2 separate regions of the Sparus aurata genome follow, and region 1 is linked to region 2. A link is a contact called in public Hi-C data. All regions are on one chromosome and are shown on one strand. Each heading gives the region's core, a stretch centred on a gene start, on an enhancer-like site or on the middle of the called end of the contact. The rest is flanking DNA. Distances are from core to core; before and after follow the strand shown.

Region 1 (6,026 bases), core at 2,406-4,905, 270 kb after region 2:
ACAGTTTGAGCATGAACACTGAACATTTGTAGGTACTCCACTGGTCACTTTATTTATTATACTGCTGTTATGGAGGTGCCATGCATGGATCACCCAGTCTCTGGCAATGACTACTATAGAGTGCCGCAAGAACACACAATAACTTACAGTCTGTGGGTTTTCAGTTAAATGCCTGAAATAAGCACTGTTGTTGACACAAGCTTTAGAGGTTTTTACATTTTGCTGTACAACATACAACACATCAGTGTGTAAGCGTCATAAAAATGGCAGTTGCTAACAAGTGGCTAAATAAGAATACAGACGTCAGAGACATAAAACATCATTATGCCAAGACTCATCTCACTTGTCCATCTGCACAGGCCGACTTCAGTTTCAAACTATTCTAACTTTAACTTAATAACTCATAGGTTGATCAATTTATTGTGAACAACCATTGTAAAAGAGGCATTGATTTCAGCAAGATAATCTTATATGTATTGTTTAAGTATCAAAAATGTATGTTTGCCACAATTTTCTGCAATAATCCAAAAGCTAATACATGAAAAAAAGGCCTTTTTTCGAGCCAAACAGGGTTGTGCTAACATCATCCCTGCTGCACTCAACTCAACTTAGCTCCCTCTTAAAATTCAGTGACTGCCAATACCTGCAGACACATTATTACTGTACCTGTTGGGTCACTCCCCTGCAGCATTCATCAACCTTGGGCCATCACTCAGACTAAAGTATGAAACACTCACTGTAGTCATAATGTTAAAGAAGTGCCCCCATTTTAAATCTGAGTTGCCTTTAGAGTGATCCAGCATCTTCCTCAAGACACCTCAACAATCTGAGGACTGAACCTAAGTCTTTGCTCTGGGGAAGTTAATCCAATGGAATTTGCTTTTGTCTATCAGCATGTATTGGCTGTGCTCTTGTCTGCTCTGAGACTTTTCTTCGGGTTTCTGATGGAGGTCCTGAGGGCATCACGAAACAAGGAGCTAGAGAAACAGTAGATGATAGGGTCCAAAGCACTGTTAAGGTAGGTGAAGCCGATGCATGCAATAAACAGCTTTGTGATGAGATTGTAGGACATGCAGTTCTTGGGCTGAAATACCTTGATGAACACCCCACCCAAGCCTGTCAGGATACTTGGCAAAAAGCAGATGGTGAACACCAAAGTGATTACCCAAACTGCTCGGATTGCCTTCTGTACGTTCTTCTGTTTGCCTATATGCCGTTTGAGGAGATGGCAGGCAATTCGTGAGGAGCAAAACATCAACACAAACCAGGGCAGGAAGAACTCTGCAGTGAAGGCAACATAGTGCACTTTTATATACAAAGGGACTACTTCATAGTGGTTGAAGCTGCGACACCACGAGACATTGCCATCTTGGTGGAGGAGGTTGATGGTCACCAGCGGAATCCGGAGGGCAATCACAAGCGTCCAGATCAGGCCTGCGAGCCAACCGGACTGCGTGAAAGTAATCCGGCTGATGCAGTGATGTGGATGGACTACTTTAAAGTAGCGATCCAGAGCCACAACTGTCATGAATGCAATACTGCCAGCGCGACTGACAGCCAGCATGAAGAGGTTGATGCGGCACCAGACCTGTCCAAACACCCAGTTGTCCCCTCGGAGTTCGTTGTCGATGCGGAAGGGTATGCTGATGAGGAGCAGGAAGTCAGCTAGAACCATGTTGAAGAGGAACAGAGTGTGGGGTTTCCAAAATTTCATCCGGAAACAGAAGATCAACAAAGCTGCTATGTTTAATGGAAAGCCCACAATCATCTCGCAGATCATGGCAACTGTCAAGAATGAAGTCTCTTGGCCTGGGGTGGATGGGCAGTGCATCCAAGTTGCATTTTTCTCTTCAGTGGTACCATTCATCAAATCCATTTCGGCTATGAATGCAGGATGATCTCTGTGGATTTTCCACTGATCCTTTTTTCAGAAGATCTTGTGTTCTTGAAAAAGGAGAAAAAAGTGATTTAGACGCTAATATTTCATTGATCAAGTAGTTACATGCAACTGGGTATTGCAGCACTCATTCTCAATGGCTTCTCCTTTATGTACCATGGCTAAGATTGAAAAACATGTGTTTGATGCTTTGAGCAGAAGCATCTGCCAAATGGTTATATGTAAATCTAAATACACATATTCATGCCAAGAGTAAGATGAGAAGATTGATGTTACTCTCATGTCTTCACAGTTGTGTTGAAGCTACAGCCAACAGCCAGTTTCTATAGCATAACATAAAGACTGTAAACATGGGGAAACAGCTTGATTTGTTTCATGAAAATAATAAAACAACTAATTTACAGGTTATTTCATTTGATTTGAAGTGTAGGACTACAATATCTGTTGTTACTGTGGCTTTCATGGCCGCAGTAACTTCGCAGTAACTTCCTGGAGCCTTGTCATTTCTGTGACGTAGCCAGGAGCTTCTGAGGTGCTGGTTAGCAGATTATGTTATATTTTTGTCTGGTTTAAGACTTTCGCACACAAAGTCTGTTTATTTTGTTGAAAAAAAAGTCACAATACATGACAAAAAAGGAGTTGTTAGGCAGTGTAATGAGTTTGTGGTCCTCACACTTGAACAAAGACAAAGAGTTTCACCTGCTGTGTTATAATTAATAACACACCAGTGTTATTATTAATAACACAGCAGGTGATAGTATTTAAATGCTCGGGTTTGATACGCTGCGAGCTGTACTGGAACACATTAAAAAGATGACCACCATTGTCCAAAAATTAGCTGATCGTGAACAGCAGTGCACCCGTCAAATCCCATCATTGATCACCACAGATATTCACGCAAGATCATGATCAATAGCCTAAATGTCCTGTGATCACTCTGTTTATAACAATTTACCACACTGAATTATTCCACTAAACTGGCTCTGAATAGTCAAACAACCCTCTGAAGGCTTCTGACAAATGCAAAAAAAGGCAGAAAATCAACTCTCTTTCAAAAGATTTATGACGGATTCTGTGTTTAAACATGATTGACACAACATATGGTTCCATTCATTTTTCAGTATGCAGATATTTCTGATTAATTAATCAGGCTTGGTGTGCTATAGGCCTTTAGACAGAGCCAGACTGACTGCTTCCCCCCCACCTCCGATATTTCTGTTTGGTCTACATGCTGTAGCTTCATACTTAGTGCAGTAATAACTTTATCATCAACCATTCGACAAGAAAACAAGTAGGTACATTTCCTGACACATAAAACTATTTCAGAGACAAGAAGGTTTTGTATTTGTAACAACAGCAATTTCCACCCATGTGCCAGTCTTCTTTTTTTTTTTTACAAAAAAGTTATCAAAATGTTCCATATGACAGTTATTTAGGGACTATTACAATACACTGATTAAAGGTGTGAAACTTCTTATGTACTACAAAATGTTGCATAGTTTGCTGCTTTCACACTGCAGTGTTGGTAAAGACATACGCCAGAGATAGCAAAAACTATGTCATCAGTCTTTTAAAGTTCGGAATCCAAAATAAATGTGAGATGAAGAATAGTCTTGAGTCTCAATTTTAAGCACTCACCAGAAGTCAACACTGAAGTCCACAGTTCCCCCTAAAAGATGTTTGCAGAGGTCAGAGATGTTGGTCCACAAGCGATTTGTTCGTACAAATGTGTGCAGGGGATTATACACCCCTTTTTCAGCGAAAGTGATTGTGAAGAGGAAAATCCCTACAGAAGGAGGGCTTGTCATAACATGAGGGTGTTGTTCCAGGGAAACCAGCTTTTAAGAGTCAGATCTGAATGTATCATGTTTCATAATAGCACTATTGTCACTCTTTCTTTTTCTACGTCTTTAGTTAAAGTACCTTTTATGTCACAATCTTGTTGTGAAATAAGAAAAACATTTTTAAAAAATTGAAATTGTAAAGGATTATTTGTGGACAGAGATATGATGTTGTCGGTGTTGATGACATACTGATACGTACACCCACATTAGTGCTTGGTAATCCAGATCTCCACTTTGTCGGGAAATGATGTCACATTTAAAGGAGAAGTTCGCCTACAAATGAAAAGTCTATCATTATCTAATAACCTTTATGTGAAAAGTGAGGTGAGGTTTCTTTATACCAAAACAGCATTGGAGCATTATCCTAAACAGCTGAAGTAGATGGGGACTTGTTTGAAAACATAAATGAACAACTGAGTCAAGTCTAAAGAATCCCCAAGATCCCAAATTGATTTGAAAAAACATTATTTTTGTCCTCATCTACCCACGCCAGACAAGATGCACGCTCACATCATCTCATTGCATCTTGTGCTCAACTCATCATTTCCCATCACATTTCATCACATCTGCTCTCGTCACTTCATCTTCTGTCATTTCAAATAATTTTTTTGTCCATCTAAATTCATTTAATTGTAATTTGGGTCCACTGGGGACAACATGGAAACCTCTATGTGCATTATGAGAGAGCAGAAGATAATTTCCCTAATCAATCAAACTTTCTCCAGTTACAGTTTGTTACACAACAATGCAAAACAGGCACACACACACACACACACACACACACACACACAGTCAGCTCACAGCTGTGTGAACAATCCAACCTTTGTCAGCTCAATAACTTTATGGTCATTGACTCCCATACATCGATGCAGTCCCCCTTCCCAGCCCTAAAGGTGTGTTTGCTAATATCACTGGACTCTGATCCACAGGTCTGCCATTTATCCAACAGTTTTATTAGAGCACACACAAAACAAACACACAGGACCCAGCAGTGGCACCATGTGAGGACTGACATCTGCTCTCAGAGACATTATGGGTAAACTGTATACGGTGCAAGTGTGAAACTACTGTTAGAGCTCCGCAAACATATTTATATTGGTACGCTATGTGTGGGCAGCCTTCTCATACCACAAGTCTTGCTGTAAGTGCTTCATAATTTTTATCATTTCAGATGACTAATACATCAACCTCTTTACTTCAACCAAAATAAGTTATAATTCTGACTAATGATGATGATAATAACAATTTGATATTAATCAAAAAGTGCATTTATTCTATCTGCCTATTAAATCACACAAACATGACATCGATTTATAATTGTGGAGATGCATAAAATGGGAATTGAATGAAAACTGTAAACTTTCTCACACAAGTAAAGAATCCAAGATTTATATAAAATACTATACACACATATTCTTTTATGTAAAGTATGACCTTCCAGAATATAGAAAGGCTTCAAATAGATGTAAACCAAAATTGGATTCGGTATTATTATTGTTTTAAAAAAGTTTAAAGCATGTCCACTGGAAGTTTCACTGTCAATGTCTGCTTCCCTGACACACCCACCTACTGTAGCTCCCTGATGGCGTCTATGTTTGCCTTAAAAAAATCATTTGCACTCTTTAAAAGAAACTATTCATGCACCCACTGTGAGATCAATACTTTTATTGGTGCTACATACACAAACTCATTTTTTCCAACACGGGTGGTCCAGATTTACTTCCTGGGACCGTCCCTTGGTTCACGACCTTAGCCTATGACAGAGACATCGCTGTCTCACTCCGCTTAATGTTTAGCCCAAGATCCACACACACACACACACACACACACACACAGGTAAGCAGAGGGATTACAAAAGGTGCAGAGACCCATATGCTGCTCCGGGATGGAGGCGAGAAAACTACATGCTAGAAAGACACAAGGTAGTAATGATCAAGGTGAGAGTTATGACTGTTTATTAAGTTTAATAGCTGTAGGAAGACACACTTTGCGGCATGATAGTGTGACTGCATCCTATCTCGATTGAAGTCAGTTAAGTGATGGAGTGATTGGATCCGATGCTACTGTGGGACCATTGTTGACTCTACTTTAATATATGGTGAAATAATTGAATGACAAAGATGGTATCCACCAAGTTTATTTGACATTGGTAACGACACTCTTATCAAATGTAGAGTGAAATCCTGTTGATCTGAAGCCTTTATCTTCCTAAACTGAGCTATTAGCCTGTTAATCCGCATTAGAGCCTGTACACTGTTCTGTGTGTCCTGTGGAGGAGGGGCAGC
Region 2 (6,025 bases), core at 825-3,324:
CCTGGTAGCCATGTTCCCTGTTACAGTAAATCTGACGTAATGTTTTGGAACAGCTCAACATCCCCCTATAAAAACAGAGCCGTGTGATGGGAGAGCGGTTTCTGCGGACGAGGACATGTTCAAGGGATTTCTCAGGAGCCTCGGCATGTCTGTCCTTCACATTAAACTATTTATCACAACTTGCAAAGCGCACATAGTCCTGGGGCAGCCCTCAGCCTAATTTTAGGGTTGGTAGTAGTAGATTCCAAGCTCTTATGTCACTTGTTTTTCGTCTGTTGCTATTTTCCCCCCTTTTTCTTTTTTTTCTTTTAAACCTCCCTCCCTGCCTCTCAAACCAAAACCATTCAGCACATGATAGAATATTTAATCATGTCACAGAGAGAATAATCTTATTTTTTTTTTTTTTTTAGAACCACTCTTCCAATTATGATCCTATATGGAAAAAAAGCCTTAATGGTTACAAGTGTCTCGCAAACCGGCAATTTCTGGTGATCTGCGTCGCACAAACTTTTTACACCCTCCCCGACCAAAATATCTGCCTCGCCGAGACCTGATATAGTGCCCCGTCCTCTGCTGCCAACTCTGCAATCTTTCCACTGTGGTTTTTTCAAACTTGACATGACTCCAAGAGTGGAGTGGAGTAGTTTGACATTTTCATGTGAACATTCTGCCGTCCTGGGAGGGTTACATCATGCTGAGACAGGGGCAGCTTATTGCGACCGCACTGCGCTCTTTTGACTTTTTTGACTACAAAGGAGGGACTGTGGTGACTGGGTGGCTTTTGGTCAAATGACCAAAACATCCTAAAACATGGAGGTTTTCTCCGTGCCTGGAACTCTACTTTACCCTCTTATTGAAAAGAAAAAGGACATTTAAAGACAATTTCTCTGCAGTAAAAAGTGATATTTTTGCTGCTAAATGAGCCTAAATCTAAGTTTGAAGTTCTTGCTCCAGCTCCGCTCAGCAGGTGGCGCCACAGTTCCCTCCCGGGCAGTTCCCATTTTGCTCTCATGGGGGCAGTGTTGCTCTGCTGTACCACATGGAAACCACATTCCTGCAGTCTGGGCTCTGAGATTTTGAGAAAAACAAGTTAGGAACTTTAGAAGAGAGGCTGCAAAAGATTTAACCAAGGTTGATCCATTTCTCGTCTGTAAGGACTTGACGTGCCGTGCTTTTAGAGGATTGGACAGATTTCTGTAATCTGAAGGGTTGAGATCCACATTTTTGAAGTTGAGCTTTGAGACAATACAAAAGTAGGTCATGTGGGGCATTAACTTGTCTTATTTCTCCATGTGTAGCAGGCTGGAATAGGCCTCTGCTGCTGCACTGTGGAAGTATATTATGCAACCGGCGGATTCTAAAAATTGTGCTGCACTCTGCCTGGACTCCTCTCCGCTCATACTTGTGGTCTCACCCCGTCCACAGGGAGAGAGAAGAGAGGGAGAGGGAGAGTTTCCTTCCATTACAAATACATGTGTCAGCTTCCAAGTGCAGTGGTCCAGAGGGCTGGAGGGGTGGCCCTTGTCACCGGTGGGTCGCTTGCTCAAACCCCCCCCCCCCCAACACACACACACACACACTCACTCCCCACCTTGGGGTCACTTTTGCTTGGGGTTGCATGAGGAACAATTGATTTAAATGCGGCTGTGGAGCTTTTGAGCAAGGCACCCAGCCCCCCCACATACATACATACATGCAGCTTCAGGTGTGTATGTGTGTGTGTGGGGGGGGGGGGGGGGGGGGTTTGATTTGCTGGGTGACAGCTTTGCAGTGCATAGCAGACGTCCCCTTGATGGCTCTTGCATTCTTTCTCAGCGAGAGTCAACCCCAAAAAGCAAAACCAACTTCCACAAAATTGGTTGTGTGATTAAAAGAGAGAGAGAGAGAGAGAAGAAAAAAAGAAAGAAGTTAGAGGGGTGTGAGGAGGTGGTGGTGGTGGTGGAGGGGGGAGTGGGGAGTGGGGGAGTGCTGGGGTTGGATTTCAAGGCGTGGTGTTGAAGAATAGGCGGCCAACCGGTGAATGGAAGTTTTCTTCGCCCCTCCCTGGCCACCGCCACGCATTTATAGCCATGCAAAAAGGCTGCAGCGCACAGTGAAGCACTCTGGCTCAGCGCTTCTCGAGGGGAGGAAAAAAAACATTATAAAAGCCACCTACAACTCAACAATACAGAAAGCTATCCCCCTCTCTCTCTCTTTTTTCCTCTCTCCTCCTTTTTTTCCCCCTCTACGGACTTTAAGCTTGCGCGTTAAACTTTTTTTAAAGCAACTCTTTTCCACACCCAACACCAGTCGTGGCACAAACTACCGCTCGTCGCATTCAAGGATCCTGGTCGGTCCTCCATGAAAGAAGAAGTGCGGCAGCCAACTTGGGGAAACGAGATGTCTGCGACGGTCTTGTCTGCTTTCTACGACATGGACATGCTTTACAAGGTAAGACTGTGACGAGAAGTTAGGATGTTCGCTGTTTTTCTTTCTTTTTTCTTTTTTGCTGAACGCTTGGCTGTTCTGGCTCGGCGTGCTCCAAGTTAGCACACATGTGTGGAGCTGCAACAAGTTGTGAACCCTGCAGCAAAGTGTTTTTTAAACATGTCATGTGGACCCGAGTGGTGCATCGCTAACTCTGCGTCTTTTTTTCTTCTTCTCTCCCTTCCTCCACGCAGCAAGATAAAAGCATGAACATGAACGCCCTCCACATCAACAGCATGCTGGACAAGAAGGCGGTGGGCGCCCCGGTCACGTCTCCGGGCTCCGGCGGCTCCTTCGCGCCGGGATTTTTCCGCAGAAACTCAACCAGCAACTTGGAGGCGATGAACAACGGCAACAAATACTCCATGGGCTCCTACGGCAGCCTGAAGGAGAACACACCGAGCAGCAACAGCAGCAGCAGCAGCGCCACGGCCCTCATGAACAAGGAGAACAAGTTCCGCGACCGCGCTTACAGCGAGAACGGAGACCGAGCCGTACTGCAGCAGAAACCCGGCTCGCAGATCAACTCCACCCGCTACAAGACCGAGCTGTGCCGGCCCTTCGAGGAGAACGGGTCGTGCAAGTACGGGGAGAAATGTCAGTTCGCTCACGGCTACCACGAGTTGAGGAGCTTGTCCCGCCACCCTAAGTACAAAACAGAGCCGTGCCGCACCTTCCACACCATCGGTTTTTGCCCCTACGGCCCCCGGTGTCACTTTATCCACAACGCCGACGAGCGCCGGCCCGCTCCGGCCGCCAACGCCAACGTGCAGGCGGGGGAGGCCAGGTCGGCTCGCGAGCTGTGCGGCTACGGCCACAGGGACGTCCTGCCGCCGCAGCAGCTCGGCTACACCCAGAGGGACAGACCAAAGCTTCACCACAGCCTGAGCTTCTCTGGCTTCTCCACCCACCACGGACTCGAGTCCCCCCTGCTCGACAACCCCACGTCCCGGACCCCTCCGCCGCCCACCACCGCCTCCTCCTGCACCTCCGTCTCCAGCTTCTACGAGGAGGTGCTCTCCCCCAACTCCGTGTCCTGCATCAACAGTGCCTTCTCTTTCCCCGGGCAGGACTTAAAAGCCTTACTGGCCCCCCTGGCTGTGCACACCCCCAGCGGCTACGCCAACAACCACTCCACCGGTGCCTACTACGGGAACATGCAGAGCAGCGTGTGCCCGCCCTCCCCTCCGACCTACAACATGAGCCACTTGCAGGCGCTGCGCCGCCTCAGCGAGTCGCCGGTGTTCGAGCCTCCTCCCAGCCCGCCAGACTCGCTCTCTGACCGGGAGAGCTATGCGAGCGGGTCCCTCAGCTCTTCCGGGAGCCTCAGCGGCTCCGAGTCCCCGAGTCTGGACGCTGGAAGACGTTTGCCAATCTTCAGCAGGCTGTCGATTTCAGATGATTAGTCATGTTGTGTTTTCATGTGGATTTATGGACGGTCCGGGCAGGGTGGTTGGAGGAGCCCAGGGGGGTGTCAAGAGACCTGAGGTAGACTGTCCTTCAAGCAGAGGATCCCAGTTAAGCCCTCTCACCCACTCCCCCCGGTGCCCTCTACCCCCAACTTCATCAGCAACCACCCTGCTGAAGTGCCTTTGAGCAAGACAGTGAATCCCTAGCAGCTCCACGGGTGCTGACCCTGCTCTGACCTCCCTGGAGGGGGGCAAGAGGAGATGACTTCACCCACAGGGATCAATAAAGCTTCGAACAGTTTAAAAGTGTCCTTGACCTGGCATTAGTTTAGTAACTTTTTTTTTCCTTTTTGTATGTAATATAGCTGTATTAAAAACTTTAGATAGCAAACAGAAGGCATTCCATCAGTGCCTTGCCCAAGGGCTCACGGCAGCCCCCTCCTCCCTTTTTGCTTTATCAGGCAAGCCACACTTTTTCCTGGGATTAGATGTGTGGGTAACATGACTTGACAAGAAGAAGAGACTGTAAGCGGTTTTCAGATTTCCTCCCATCCTGCCAAGAATATGCCTTGACTCAAAGTAACATTTTTTTTTTTCTCTTTATCAAAGTGTGTTATTTCTTTTTTCCCCTTTTCCTCTCTGAAAGCTTCAACTTCCATTCCAAACCTGTCTCCTCCCAGCGCCACCCAGTGGTTCGTTTGGTTAGTCTAGTTTGTTGCTTGGTTTAAAAGCACTCTTGAGTTGGGTTTGTTCGGGGAAATCACTGCTGATGGTTGAATATATATTTTTTTAGCTGTTTTTGAGTGATTTACATAGCTGTGCATAACTGGCTATGGACTATTTAACTTATTTATTATCTTGTGAAAAAAGTATAGGCTACATTGGTAATTTTGTGTCCATACTGTATTTATCAAGTATGATGAAGCAATAGATCTATATTCTTTTATGTTTAAATTATGATCGCCATTATTAATCTGCATAAAGTGGAGTGTATGTTCTTTTCACAGTAATATATATATTTTGTTTTTTTTCTCCTTTTTTTTGTAACTTCACTTGGTTATTTTTATTGTAAATGAGTAAAAAAAATCTTAATTTAAGAGAACGTATGTGATATTTATTTCATTAATTTTGTTTCCTTGTTTACGTTTATTAAAAAAAAGTTGCGTGATTGCTGTTTGCTCCTGAGGTTGCGTGTCAGTGCTGTAGAAGGCTTTTTTTTTCTCTCTCTCTCTCTCTCTCTTTCTCTCTCTCGAGGATCCCTATTTAGATGTTTCTGTAGAATGTATAAACGATGTGGTTGTACAGACCGTCCAAACCTTACTTCTTTTTTGTTGATCTAGATCAGACTTCAGTGACAAAGAACCCAAGTCAATAAATTAACCAAAAAGTATTTTTGTTTTTCTCTGTTTGCACGAGGTCACACTGTGATTCCAGCCACGTGCTAAAGAATGTAGCAATCCCTTGTGCCCCAGTATTATTGTGTAGTGCCTATGGGGTTCACCATCTTGACATGCCTTAAAATTAACCAAATAAAGTATTTTTCCTACATGGCATCTTTTATACACAGGTCGAACTGAATGTAGTGTTGGATTCTGAAACTATTTTTATTGAGGAAAAATAAGGTTGTTACCACTCAGACACTCTGACAAAAAAACAACAACCGTAACCTTTCTAAATCCCCATTCCTCTACTTTTTTATTTTGATTTCCTGTTAAGTTTTTCTTTTTTTTTATATATTGAAATCTAGTCTGAGTCTTGAGTTTGCTGGAGGGAAGTGGATGAACACGTTTGGTTTGTACATAGTAGGTACAGGGGGATGCGCACTATGTACTTTTGACTACTTTATCAGAAGTAAAGCTTTTTGAATGTAACAATAAACGGACAAAAAGACAACGAGAGTTGTAATATTTTTGGGGGGGAGTCAGTTCACTACAAATTGAGTGTGAGACTGTTAACTTTGTACTGTACATTTTTTGTAGTTCTCCCAATAAAAATCATTTTGAAAAAGCTTCAGCGTGTCGGGGATGTGATTTCTTATAAACGCCAGCTGCTGCAGAGAGTGTGACACTTGTGATTCCTATGCTGCAAACACAGATGTTACAGCACAACTACTGTCTTCCTCCTCCAGTGGAAAAAGTCTGGAGGCAGGA

Evidence for each region. A called contact is a pair of places that touch in the nucleus more often than the background predicts.
Region 1: a contact with region 2 is called in a Hi-C map of skeletal muscle, with 5 times the contacts expected there. The contact joins the promoter of hcar1-3 here to the promoter of zfp36l2 in region 2. A contact is called at or near these places in 2 of 2 Hi-C or Micro-C datasets (skeletal muscle and an unstated tissue).

What each region holds. Positions count from the first base shown.
Region 1 is chr15:17,962,957-17,968,982 of fSpaAur1.1, forward strand. hcar1-3 (hydroxycarboxylic acid receptor 1-3) reads right to left here and starts at 3,656. Exons shown (of 2, transcript XM_030441136.1): 1 at 3,536-3,656; 2 at 512-1,944. The coding sequence starts at 1,876. The coding sequence ends at 890. LOC115596250 (transmembrane protein 229B-like) reads left to right here and starts at 5,562. Exons shown (of 2, transcript XM_030441138.1): 1 at 5,562-5,663. The coding sequence starts at 5,627.
Region 2 is chr15:17,692,807-17,698,831 of fSpaAur1.1, forward strand. It overlaps zfp36l2 (zinc finger protein 36, C3H type-like 2), which reads left to right and starts at 2,075. Exons shown (of 2, transcript XM_030442167.1): 1 at 2,075-2,430; 2 at 2,661-5,884. The coding sequence starts at 2,341. The coding sequence ends at 3,872.